2 separate regions of the Ovis aries genome follow, and region 1 is linked to region 2. Evidence: chromatin contacts called from public Hi-C data. All regions are on one chromosome and are shown on one strand. The core of a region is the stretch at or near the end of the contact, and the rest is flanking DNA. Distances in the headings are between cores, read along the strand shown. Region 1 overlaps RETREG1 (reticulophagy regulator 1). Region 2 overlaps RETREG1 (reticulophagy regulator 1).

Evidence for each region. A called contact is a pair of places that touch in the nucleus more often than the background predicts.
Region 1: a Hi-C map of hypothalamus shows a contact between it and region 2, with 5 times the contacts expected there. The contact joins two enhancer-like sites. A contact is called at or near these places in 6 of 16 Hi-C or Micro-C datasets (hypothalamus, liver, omental adipose tissue and 2 more).

What each region holds. Positions count from the first base shown.
Region 1 is chr16:56,806,127-56,811,426 of ARS-UI_Ramb_v3.0, forward strand. The region is part of intron 3 of RETREG1 (reticulophagy regulator 1); the gene reads left to right. Among named protein-coding and RNA genes, the nearest start is that of ZNF622, 47 kb to the right of the region's middle. Within about 2 kb of position 2,750, at least 2 of the 54 cell types and tissues checked have an H3K27ac peak or open chromatin away from gene starts, as enhancers often do. A contact at or near this core is called in hypothalamus, where this site is marked.
Region 2 is chr16:56,753,843-56,759,376 of ARS-UI_Ramb_v3.0, forward strand. The region is part of intron 3 of RETREG1 (reticulophagy regulator 1); the gene reads left to right. Among named protein-coding and RNA genes, the nearest start is that of RETREG1, 65 kb to the left of the region's middle. Within about 2 kb of position 3,724, at least 7 of the 54 cell types and tissues checked have an H3K27ac peak or open chromatin away from gene starts, as enhancers often do. A contact at or near this core is called in hypothalamus, where this site is marked.

The DNA.
Region 1 (5,300 bases), core at 1,500-3,999, 51 kb after region 2:
GTAAGAACCTCCAAAGACTCCGCGCCAGTTTCAAGGTCAGGAGATGAGGGGAGAGGGTGTGAGAGAAGGCCACTCCAATGCTGGGTGGGGAAGGCAGAAAGCCAGGTGTCAGTGCCAAAGGAGAAGGGAGGGAGGGCCACGGCCAGGGAGGCACACCGGATCAAGGAACGCCAGGAGAGTCTTCCTTGCGCCGGGGGCTGGGCACTGTGTGGTCCCTTATCCCACCTCTCGCCTCATTTGGGCCCCACCCCCCGGAGGTAGCAGGCGGGCCCTGGGGTGTCTTCAGTAGCCCAGTGAGGTGTGTGTGTGTGTGGGGGGGGGGGCGGGATGCATGTGGTCAGAAGAACCGGTTTTCTGTTTTTCTGTTGCAACTGTCTTGAAGGGTGTGGACCCCAGGCCAACCAGACTGAGTTCCGAGTGTGTTTTACCACAGAAGCCCTTCCACAAGAGATTATTCTTGTGGAATGTGTCCCCTGGTTCACTTGGGGCGTGTTTAATCAAGCTGCATCTAAGCTGATGGCTGTGCTAGGTGTGATGGTTTAAGCCTGTGCTTTCATGGAGCACACAGTCTGAATGGGGGTGATTGACTTCACAAGTTTAAAAAATCAGTAAAAAAAATACTTCTAATAATAAGGGTTAGAATAAAATATAAGAATGGTCCTGTGGGAGATGACCTGGTGGGCGTGTAGGGTGAGAGAATCTTTAAGCACGCCTGTCTGACGAAGTGCCCTTTTGGGGCTGAGATGTGAAGGGGTGGTCACGTGGAGGTGTAAGTTCCCCAGGAAGGAGACCCAGCTCGGGTCAAGATCCTGTGTGTGTGTGTGCTCAGACGCTAAGTCGTGGCCGACTCTTTGCAACCCCATGGACTGCAGCAGGCCAGGCTCCTCTGTCCCTGGGATTTCCCAGGCAAGAAAACTAGAGTGGGTTGCCATTTCCTCCTCCAGAGGATCTTCCTGGCCCAGGGATTGAACCTGCTTCTCCTGCATTGGCAGGTGAATTCTTTACCTCTGAGCCACGTGGGAAGCCCAACACCCGTTAGAAGCAGACAGACAGGAAAAGAGCAGTGACTAGGAGAGAGAGTTACCAAGTCTGCAGCACTTCCTAGGCCTCGGCAGGGGCTTGGATGGTCCTCAAGGGCATGAGAAGGTAGGGAAGGGTCTGAGACAAGGGGCCGGGGGGGGGCCTCCTAAATACTTGAGAGATGCCATGAGGTGATACATGCTTTCATGAATTGATCTCAGGACCTTAACATGGTTTCAAATTTCTCATAGAAATATGAATTTGGAAGGTAAAAATGCTCATTTTAAGGACATATCTGAGTTTATAAGTTGGAATGAGAAAAGCCTCACAAAGAAGTCTGACCAGTGCACACCCCCCACCCCCGCCCCCCACACACAGCTCAAGCTTTGTGTTGAGATGGGTTCCCTGAGCAAGTATATTTCAGCGTTTGCAAGCCTGCCAAAGTCCTTGTGCTGCCTGCCATTTGGTTTTGAAATAAGCACAGAGAGGTGAAGTTAAAAAATAAAGGTCACACATCCATTAAGTGAAAGAGTTGCTGTTTGAAGGCAGACAGCTGCCTCCTGAGTCTGTGCAGTCAGACACGTGCATAGTTATATGGTGGTGACCCACAGCGTGGGCTGATCACTTAGAAAGGCTACTGTGGTCAGCACACTTGGAGAAAGGAGAAGGGTGGCTGGAGGTGGGAGGGGGAGGTGTATAGGATCCTCTCATTGGGCCTTGTAGTCAGTGGTGTGTTGGTAAATGTTCAACAACCAGCTCTCTGTTCTTTAGCATTTGTTGATTCCTGTGATGTAAATACAACCACAGTGGTCAATTTCAAACCACCCTCATATGGTCAGTTCAAAGGAGATTGGAAAAACTGGTTCTTGCAAACCTGCAAGGGTCAGCCGAAACGTACAAGTGGTGCACGTGGAGTGAAAGTCGCTCAGTTTTGTCCGACTCCTTGTGACCCCTTGGATTACATAGTCCATGGGCTTCTCCAGGCCTTTCCCTTCTCCAGGGGATCTTCCCAACCCAGGGATTGAAGCCTGATCTCCTGCATTGCAGGCAGATTCTTTACCAGCTGAGCCGCCAGGGGAGCCCAAGAATCCTGGAGTGGGTAGCCTATCCCTTCTCCAGAGGATCTTCCCAAACCAGGAATGGAACCGGGGTCCTGCATTGCAGGCAGATTCTTTACTAACTGAGCTGTGAGGGAAGCCCAAGTTCAGCCTTCCCTAGTAGTCAGTAGTGCAAGAGTCAGCCTTTAATTCTATTAAAAACTGCTCCATCTTCATTTATATATCCTCAAGGCATACTAGACATTCAGAAAAGCTTTGTCAAAGGAATGAATGGTTTATTTTCCTTCCACCCTTTGATGCGGTCGTGGAAAATATCTCTCAGGCATAGACAATGTTTAGCATTTTCGAAATCCTGCTTTGACCCAGCTGGGCTAATATTTGAAATTGATTAAGAGCTTGGAGAAAAATGTGATCAGTCCTTGTTGCAAGAGAGTGTGTTTAGTGGTGATACCTTTACTCACCAGTCAACAAACCGTTAACTTCCCAAACCCTCACGGCTCCCCAGTAAGCTTCTGGTAGTCAAGCCCTGTTGAAACTCATTTCTGTTTTATCAACACAGGGTAACTCATTCTCTGCAATCCTTAAAAGATGATGAAGGTGGCCTTGGTTTCCATTGCCAGAGGAGGGCTACAGCTGTTGTGTGGCGGACCACCGAGAGGCCTGTCCCCAGGCTGCTGCGAGAAGCTGTCTCTGACAGAGGGGTTGTCCCCTTGTTCAGGCCACCCTTACTCCCAGCTGTTTGTCTCTTCATGGGCAAATCTGTGTCTGGAGCCACTCAGTGTCTCCATATGGTAGAAATCGGATTCCCATAGAAGGCATGGGAGGGCACAGGCTCATCTGGGAACCAAAACCCCATATGCAAGGTTTTCCCACTAAAGATGTTATGACTATTCATTGGGGAAACCAAAACCGTATGAGAGAAAAATGAATGCAAAAAAGAATGTAAGAAAGGATCCATCATAATCTTACTACCCTAAAAAAAAAGGGGGGGGGGTTGTTGTATTATATTCTGTCTTTTCTAGCACTTCCTTGGACAGGTTTTCTTGGCAAAGTTACAATCATTATGTATTTTACACACAGTTTTATATGTTGCTTCTTCCCCTTCTAAGCACCTCTCAATGGCATTAAAGATTTGGGGAACCTTTTTTAATACTCTCACCTTTGAATTTCTCCCATTTATTAGTATTACTCTTTTGTTCAAGATTATTTTGTCATATATAAATGGGAGTAAGGTATACCACTTTAATTTTTCTCAGGAGAATGCTTAGATCTAAGGCTAAGAAGTCTGAGCTGCCAATTTCCTAAGGCCTGGTTCCAGAAACTGTCCAAGTATCATTCCCACCATGTCCTACTGGTCAAGCAGTCAATCCCAGTTTGAAGGAAGAGGACATGAACCCCATTTTTCCTTGGGAAGAATGTCAATGAATTTGGGGGCTTTTATTTTAAAACTTGTAGACTGGGAAAACTTGTTTACTTACTATTGATTTTTATAAAATGTTATCAGTTATTATTTGAAAGATATCGATGGTAAAAATTATAGTCTGGCTCCCTCTTCAGCTTTTAAAAAAAATTGCAGGCTAGTGACATCTAAGAGGAATGCTCCAGTGGTCTGGTTTCTTGGTGACTTTTTTATATAGAATAACTTCTTAGTTTGTTGATGCTCACATTTTTACACATAAACACTTAACTATTTTAACTCCTCTGTAGAGTGCAGACATGGTCTGTGCGATGATGCAAAGCTGTTTCCAGTTCTGGCTGCAAATCCCAACTTCACCAATGACTAGCTGAGTGGCATCTTTGAATTTCATTTTGTTATCATTAAAATGGGGATTAATAATACTTCCTTTATCAGTTTGTCTTATAGATGAAATATGGTAATCCACATTAAATATTTAGCTTTATAAGTGGCTCATCGTAAGCCCTCAAGAAAGAGTTAATGATAATAATACTTGCATAGGTTATATACTTCCTTAGGGAACATAGAATAGATCACTTTTAAGTGAAAACACCTCAACCATCTGTGGCTTCATCTTTGGGAATATTTTGCTTGCTGGTCATGATCCATGCAGAGGGTGTTCAATGTGTATAATCCATCCACTCTAGATGGTGGACTCACCCTTGCGTGTGTACAGAATTGGCCTGTTCCTGTTTGGTTTGGTCAAGATGGTCGGTTTAGATAGGGCCACAGTGGGGTGTGTGTTCAGTCCACATTGTTTGATTCTTCGTGGGATTGATGTAACCCAGGTAAGCAAGTGTGTCACGCCAGTGACCTGTGTTGAGTCAAAGTACTTACTCTTTCTTGGGGGAACGAGGATGTCTGCCCTGTGCATCCAACAGAGAACTGAGTGCCCACAGGAGGGAGTTCAGTGCACGTGTCGTCCCTTGTCTAAGTGTGTGTATGGTAGTCGCTCAGTTGTGTCTGACTCTGCTATCCTGGATGGAAGCCCACCAGATTCCTCCTTTCATGGGATTCTCCAGGCAAGAATACTGGAGTGGGTTGCCATGCCCTCCTCCAGGGGATCTTCCTGACCCAGGGATCGAACCCAGGCCTCCTGCCCTGCAGGCAGATTCTTTGTGGCCTGAGTCACCAGACAAGCCCACTTGTCTAAGTGGTTTGCTTTAATCTTATGGGCACCATGATTCTTCTAAACAATCATATTTCCATCTCTGATTTAGCCATTTTGGGGTAAATCACAGCTCACTTCTAGATGGTATGTGGGACCCTCCAGATGTACTTCTTTATCTTCTTCTTCCCCTGGGCTCTTCTATTTCCTCTCCCATCAGGCGTTTTAGTCTTGTTCCTTTGTAGGGCCACAGGCCCCACGGCTGCAGGGGTTGTATTCAAGGCATCCAGCTGAGAGAGTCAGTGGAGGTGGGGGCCACTGACGTCCATCCTAGGCTCTACCCCCAAGCCCTGTGCCCTGGAGTGACGCTTCATCTCCTGGAAAAGGTGCACCGTTTTATACAAATACAGCCTGTGGACTAACAGGCTCTGCTCCCTGAATTGTTTATTTATCCCTTGTTCACTATGTATTTTTTATAAGCGACCTCAAATCCTTTCTGGACCAGAGTGAGATAAAGTAATTATCAAGGGAATAGCCTCTGCCACACACGAAGATGCTGTGAAGGGTTGAAGGCAGGAGAAGAAGGGGACAACAGAGGTTAAATTTTGTCTGGGGCCAATTCTGAGCAGTAGATATTGAGTGAGTAAGATGGATTGGG
Region 2 (5,534 bases), core at 2,474-4,973:
TCTTAGCCTCTTTGCTTATTAGGTTTGATTTGCTACTGGACCTTGTGTATTGGGTTTCCCTGGTGGCTCAGACAGTAAAGAATCTGCCTGCAATGCAGGAGACATGGGTTGGATCCCTGGGTCAGGAAGATCCCCTGCAGAAGTGAATGGCTACCCATTCCAATATTTGTGCCTGGAGAATTCCATGGACAGAGGATCCTGGTGGGTTATAGTCCATGGGGTCGCAAAGAGTCAGACATGACTGAGTGACTAACACTTAAACTACATTTTTTCCCTGTATTATTAAGGATTTGAGAATACAGTTCACTTATAAATATATAAAATACTTAGGCTAGACTAATTGTTACCTAATAGCAGTCTTGCTTTAATAAATTTAAATTACCAGAGAAGGAAGAATGACCAGTAGTTAATAATATTTATCTTAGCTTGCCCTGACCTTAGTTGTGATTATTTGAACATAAATTAAAATTTCACAGGTAGTTGAAGGTTTCTGTTCTCTGCTTGTCTTTGTCTCTTTCTCTGTCCTTCTCTTTGTCTCTCTCTATTGTTCTGAAACAATATTTATAGTCATATTTTCTAGTAGCATTTAAAACAACTTTTCCTGATTTTAAAAAGTAATACTTGCTAACTTAGAAAACTGAAAATATGGGAAACTTATGATAAAAAAGATAAAAGAAAAGCTCCTTGGAAGAAAAGCTATGACCAACCTAGACAGCATATTAAAAAGCAGAGATATTACTTTGCCAACAAAGGTCCATCTAGTCAAAGCTATGGTTTTTCCAGTAGTCATGTATGGATGTGAGAGCTGGACTATTAAGAAAGCTGAGCACCAAACAGTTGATGCTTTTGAACTGTGGTGCTGGAGAAGACTCTTGCGAGTCCCTTGGACTGCAAGGAGATCAAACCAGTCAATCCTAAAGGAAATCAGCCCTGCATATTCATTCGAAGGACTGATGCTGAAGCTGAAACTCCAATACTTTGGCCACCTGATGTGAAGAACTAACTCCTTGGAACAGACCCTGATGCTGGGAAAAATTGAAGGCAGGAGGAGAAGGGGAGGATAGAGGATGAGATGGTTGGATGACATCACCAAGTTGATGGACATAAATTTGAGCAAGCTCTGGCAGTTGTTGATAGGGAGGCCTGCTGTGCTTCAGACCATGGAGTCACAAAGAGTCTGACCCGACTTAGCAGCTGAACTGAACTGATGATAAAAAAAGAAAACAAACCTTATAAACTGTCACCTAGAAATTCCTTTCCAGTCTTTTTATGAATGTACTGGTTGTGTTTGTTGTTTTTAGCTGTTTAGTTGCTTAGTCGTGTCCAACTTTTTCAACCCCATGAACTATAGCCCACCAGGCTCCTCTGTCCATGGGATTTCCCAGGCAAGAATGCTGGGGTGGGTTGCCATTTCCTTCCACAGGGGATATTCCTGGCCCAGGGATCAAACCTACATCTCCTGAATTGGCAGGTGGATTCTTTACCACTGAGCCACGTGGGACCCCCAGTTGTTCGTTCATCCTTTCAATAACTATTTATTGAGTGCCTTTGTTGCCAGTACTTCTAGGCATTTGTGGAATTAAATAAAAACAATGACAGACAAACAACTCTCCCCTCCTGGAGGTCACATTCTAGTGAGTGAAGCCAGAAAATAAATAAATTGCTATGATATATAATGTTAAGTGGTGAGCCGTGTTTAAGGGAAACTGAAGCAGGAGAGGAGATTAGGGAGGGTGAAGGTGGGAAGTGAGGGTTGAGTTGTATTAAAGTCCTCAGCAAGATTATTTTTGAGTGACGACTTGGAAGAGGTGAGGCTGTGAGTCATGTCTGGTTGAAGAGCTTCTAGGCAAAGGAATCAGCAAGTGCAAAGACCCTGGGGCAGGAGTTGTATGTGAGGGTGATTTTTGTTTTACATCATTACTTTTATTTTTTAAATGCAACTATTGTAACTAGAATAAATGGAATATTATGTATCTGATTAAGATCATATTTCATTGTGTTGCATTAAGTTAATTTCATACTCTGTAAAGAGTATGAAAATGGAATATGGGATGTGAAAATGTATCATTTACTGCTAATTTTAAAAAAATGTGTAGATTTAAAGTATTGTAGGGTGATATCATACATGGTACATTACAGCTGTATGCTGGTACACGTCTAGAAGCTCTGGGTGAGGGGAAAACAAGTAGTCTTTAGTTTCTTGATTTGTTTATCCTTATCACATTTTTCCCCCTATAATGAGCATGCGCAGCCTTTAACCTGAAGAGAGATGACAGGTACTCAGAGGGGAGAGCGTCCCACCAGGCAGGTGAGGCCTGTGGCTGTGGGCCTGGAGGGTGACACATAGCTTCAGGTACTCAGTTCATGTGAGGGCTCCGGCCCGCGAGCTGGTGTTCAGACACGGGGCTCTGGTTACCAGGATGGCACAGCCCAGGCCTTGGAGACAGGTCAGGGCTGAAGTCCAGAGATGCAGCAGGGCTCAGAGGAGAGGCCGGAGCCTCAGGGATACATCAGAGGCATTACAGGGGGCACTGACCAGCCCAAGTGTCGCTTGATACTAAGCCTCTGAGGATTGGTGTAAAGAAAATGATTAATGTGTGATTAAGTGATAAGTTAAAATGATGAATTTCCAAGGTCAGGTGACACTGGAGGGTGGGATGAAAGTGCTTCCTCCTTTCTGAGGCTTGGTGGCAGGCACAGGTGAAAGGCCCTGGTGCATAGCTTCCTGACTCAGATGCTCCTGGAAAGCTTATTGCAGTAAAATTTGGAAACTTTGTATCATCTAGATAAGATTTATATCTTATTTATATCTCAATCCTTATGCTCCAAACTGCAGTCTGGGGACAATTCAAATAAGAATGAACCTGAGAAGCCACTGTGTTCTCTTCTGAATACCCCATCTCTGGGTTATGTAGGCCAGTCCTGTCTGTCTGTCATCTCTGTCTATACAACCTAGTTAGGGTGCATAGTCTATACCTTTGCACATTCCTTAATTATCTTTTAATGATTGTATTTGATATGTTGAAGAATGTAGCTTTTCCACTAGCATGTACGGATGTGAGTGTTAGTTGCTCAGTCGTATCTGACTCTTTGTGACCCCATGGACTGTAGCCCTCCAGTCTCCTCTGTCCATGGAATTTTCAGGCAGCAGTACTGAAGTGGGTTTCCATTTCCTACTCCAGGGAATCTTCCTGACCCTGGGATCAAACCCACATCTCTTCTGTTTCCTGGTTGGCAGGCAGATTCTTTACCACTGCGCCACTTTTGAAGTCTATTAAAAATGGTACCATAATTACGTCGTCTTCTAGAACCAGTGTCTTAACACTAAACCTTTTTCAAAAAGATGAATCCACGCTGCTGTGTGTGGCTGTGGGTCCTTCCTTTTGTTGCCATATAATATTCCACCCTGTAGCTGTACCACAATTGATTTATGTGCTCTCTTTCATTGGACTTTGGGACATTTTTTACCAGACTGTCCACTGCTTCTGTCACTTTCCAAGTTTACCGTATGACAGTACCAAAGCTCAGAAAATGGGGAAAGGCAAATACTTAGCACACAAAGTGAATGGTTTTCTAGGCCAGAATACTGTAATTTGAAAGTGTGTGTAAAGTCTTTGTCATTTCTTTGGCTCAGACAGCTGTTTTAGTAGAATGATGATTGCCTTGCTGTCTTGGATTCTTGGCAGTGTTCTAGTGCTGGCCACCACTAGAGGGCGGAGGAGACCTGGGCCATCAGCGTGTTGAAGAAGCTTAGAATAAGGTGACTGCTGTTGAAACCTAGACCCGTGGCACCAGTGTTTTTAGCATGTGCACATTTCAGCAGGGCGAAAACATCCGTATCACTCCAGTTACAGCAAGAAAATCCAATTAAAAGTCACATCTGTATCTACACGTCTATGCCAGGTTAAACCCACAGTTTAGTGTTAGTTCAGTCGTTAAGTCACACCATAACGACTCTCTGCCACCCCATGGACTGCAGCACACCAGGCTTCCCTGTCCTTCACTATCTCCCTGAGTTTGCTCAACTCATGTCCATTGAGCCAGTGATGCCATCCAACCATCTCATCCTCTGAAATGAATAAGGATGAAGAATAGCATCAAAGAAGAATAAGACGGATTGGGTGCGGAGGAAATTCACATACAGATGACCCAAAACAATGACAGATGACTCTGCTTCTCAGATGAGAAACAAGCTGATGTTCAAAGCCTCTAAGGACTCAGTAGTATTTTGAGTGTGTTACCCTGTTCCTATGTATTTCTACCCAGTGTTTTAAGAAATCTTCTGAACGTTCTCTATTATGTGATTTCCAAAGTCCCCTTCCCTCACTTAGTACTTTTTCCTCTCTTGGAAATGAAGAACTTCCCACAGAGCTCTGTTGTTGCTGTTTAGTTGCTAAGTTGTGTCCGACTCTTTGTGATCCCATGGACTGTAGCCTACCAGGCTCCTCTGTCCATGAAATTCTCCAGGCAAGAGTACTGGAATGGGTTGCCATTCGCTTCTCCAGGGGATCATCCTGACCCAGGGATTGAATCGGCAATCTCCTGAACTGGCAAGCAGATTCTTTACCTCTGAGCCTCCAGGGAAATGTACTCCCCCACCACCCACCAGAGCTGTAAATAACCTTGGATCAAGAATCCCAGAAAATGGCTTAATTTGCAGTTTCATGAAGAGAGGGCTTCTTCTGAGTTGAACAACAACAAGTTGATCAGAACAACTTCTGGTCAGTTGTTGAGCAACTAATCTGTGAAATACTGAGGACAAAGGTCCTTGCTTGTTGGAAACGTGCGAAAGAAAGGAAGGGGCTGCTGAGGTGTGTCCTACACCAAGTCACGCCCCAGCACCCACCTAAAGATGCCCATATGCAATGCCCAGAACCTGTGAATTTATTCCTAACATGGCAAAGGGACTTGGCAGGTGTGATGACGTTGAGAGTCTTTACGATGCGAGATGATCCTGGATCATCCACATGGGCCAGTATAATCGCAAGGATCTTAGGAGAGGGAGGCAGGCAGGCAGAGAGGAGAAAAGATGCTGCTGGGCTTGGAGATGGAGTGTGGGGCCTCGAGCCAAGGGCAGGCAGCCTCTAGAAGCTGGAAGAGCTTAGGAAGCAGATCCTCCCCTAGAGCCTCTAGGAGGAAGGTAGACCAGCAGACCCATGTTAGACTCTGGTCCCCAGAACTGTACGATGATAAATCGGTGTGGCTTTAAGCTACTAAGTTGGTAACTTGTATAGCAGCAATGGGAAACTCTACAGTGATCCTTATGATGAGAAAGAACTAGCTTTATTTGAAAAGGTTCAGGGTAGGTTTACTGACTCACATCTCCATCCCCTGAAGAAGATGCTGTCTGACCCCAGCATGTGGGAGAAGCACCTCCTGAAACCAGGAGGCCTCGAGTGATGCTAGGCAAGGTGCTGCAGCTCCAAGAAAGGACAGGGAACCCAGGATGGCCGGGGAGAATGTTCCCACTGGCAAGTAGGTATTGGAGAGCTTGGAAAGGAAACACGAGGTCAAGATGGCCTGAAAGAATCTTG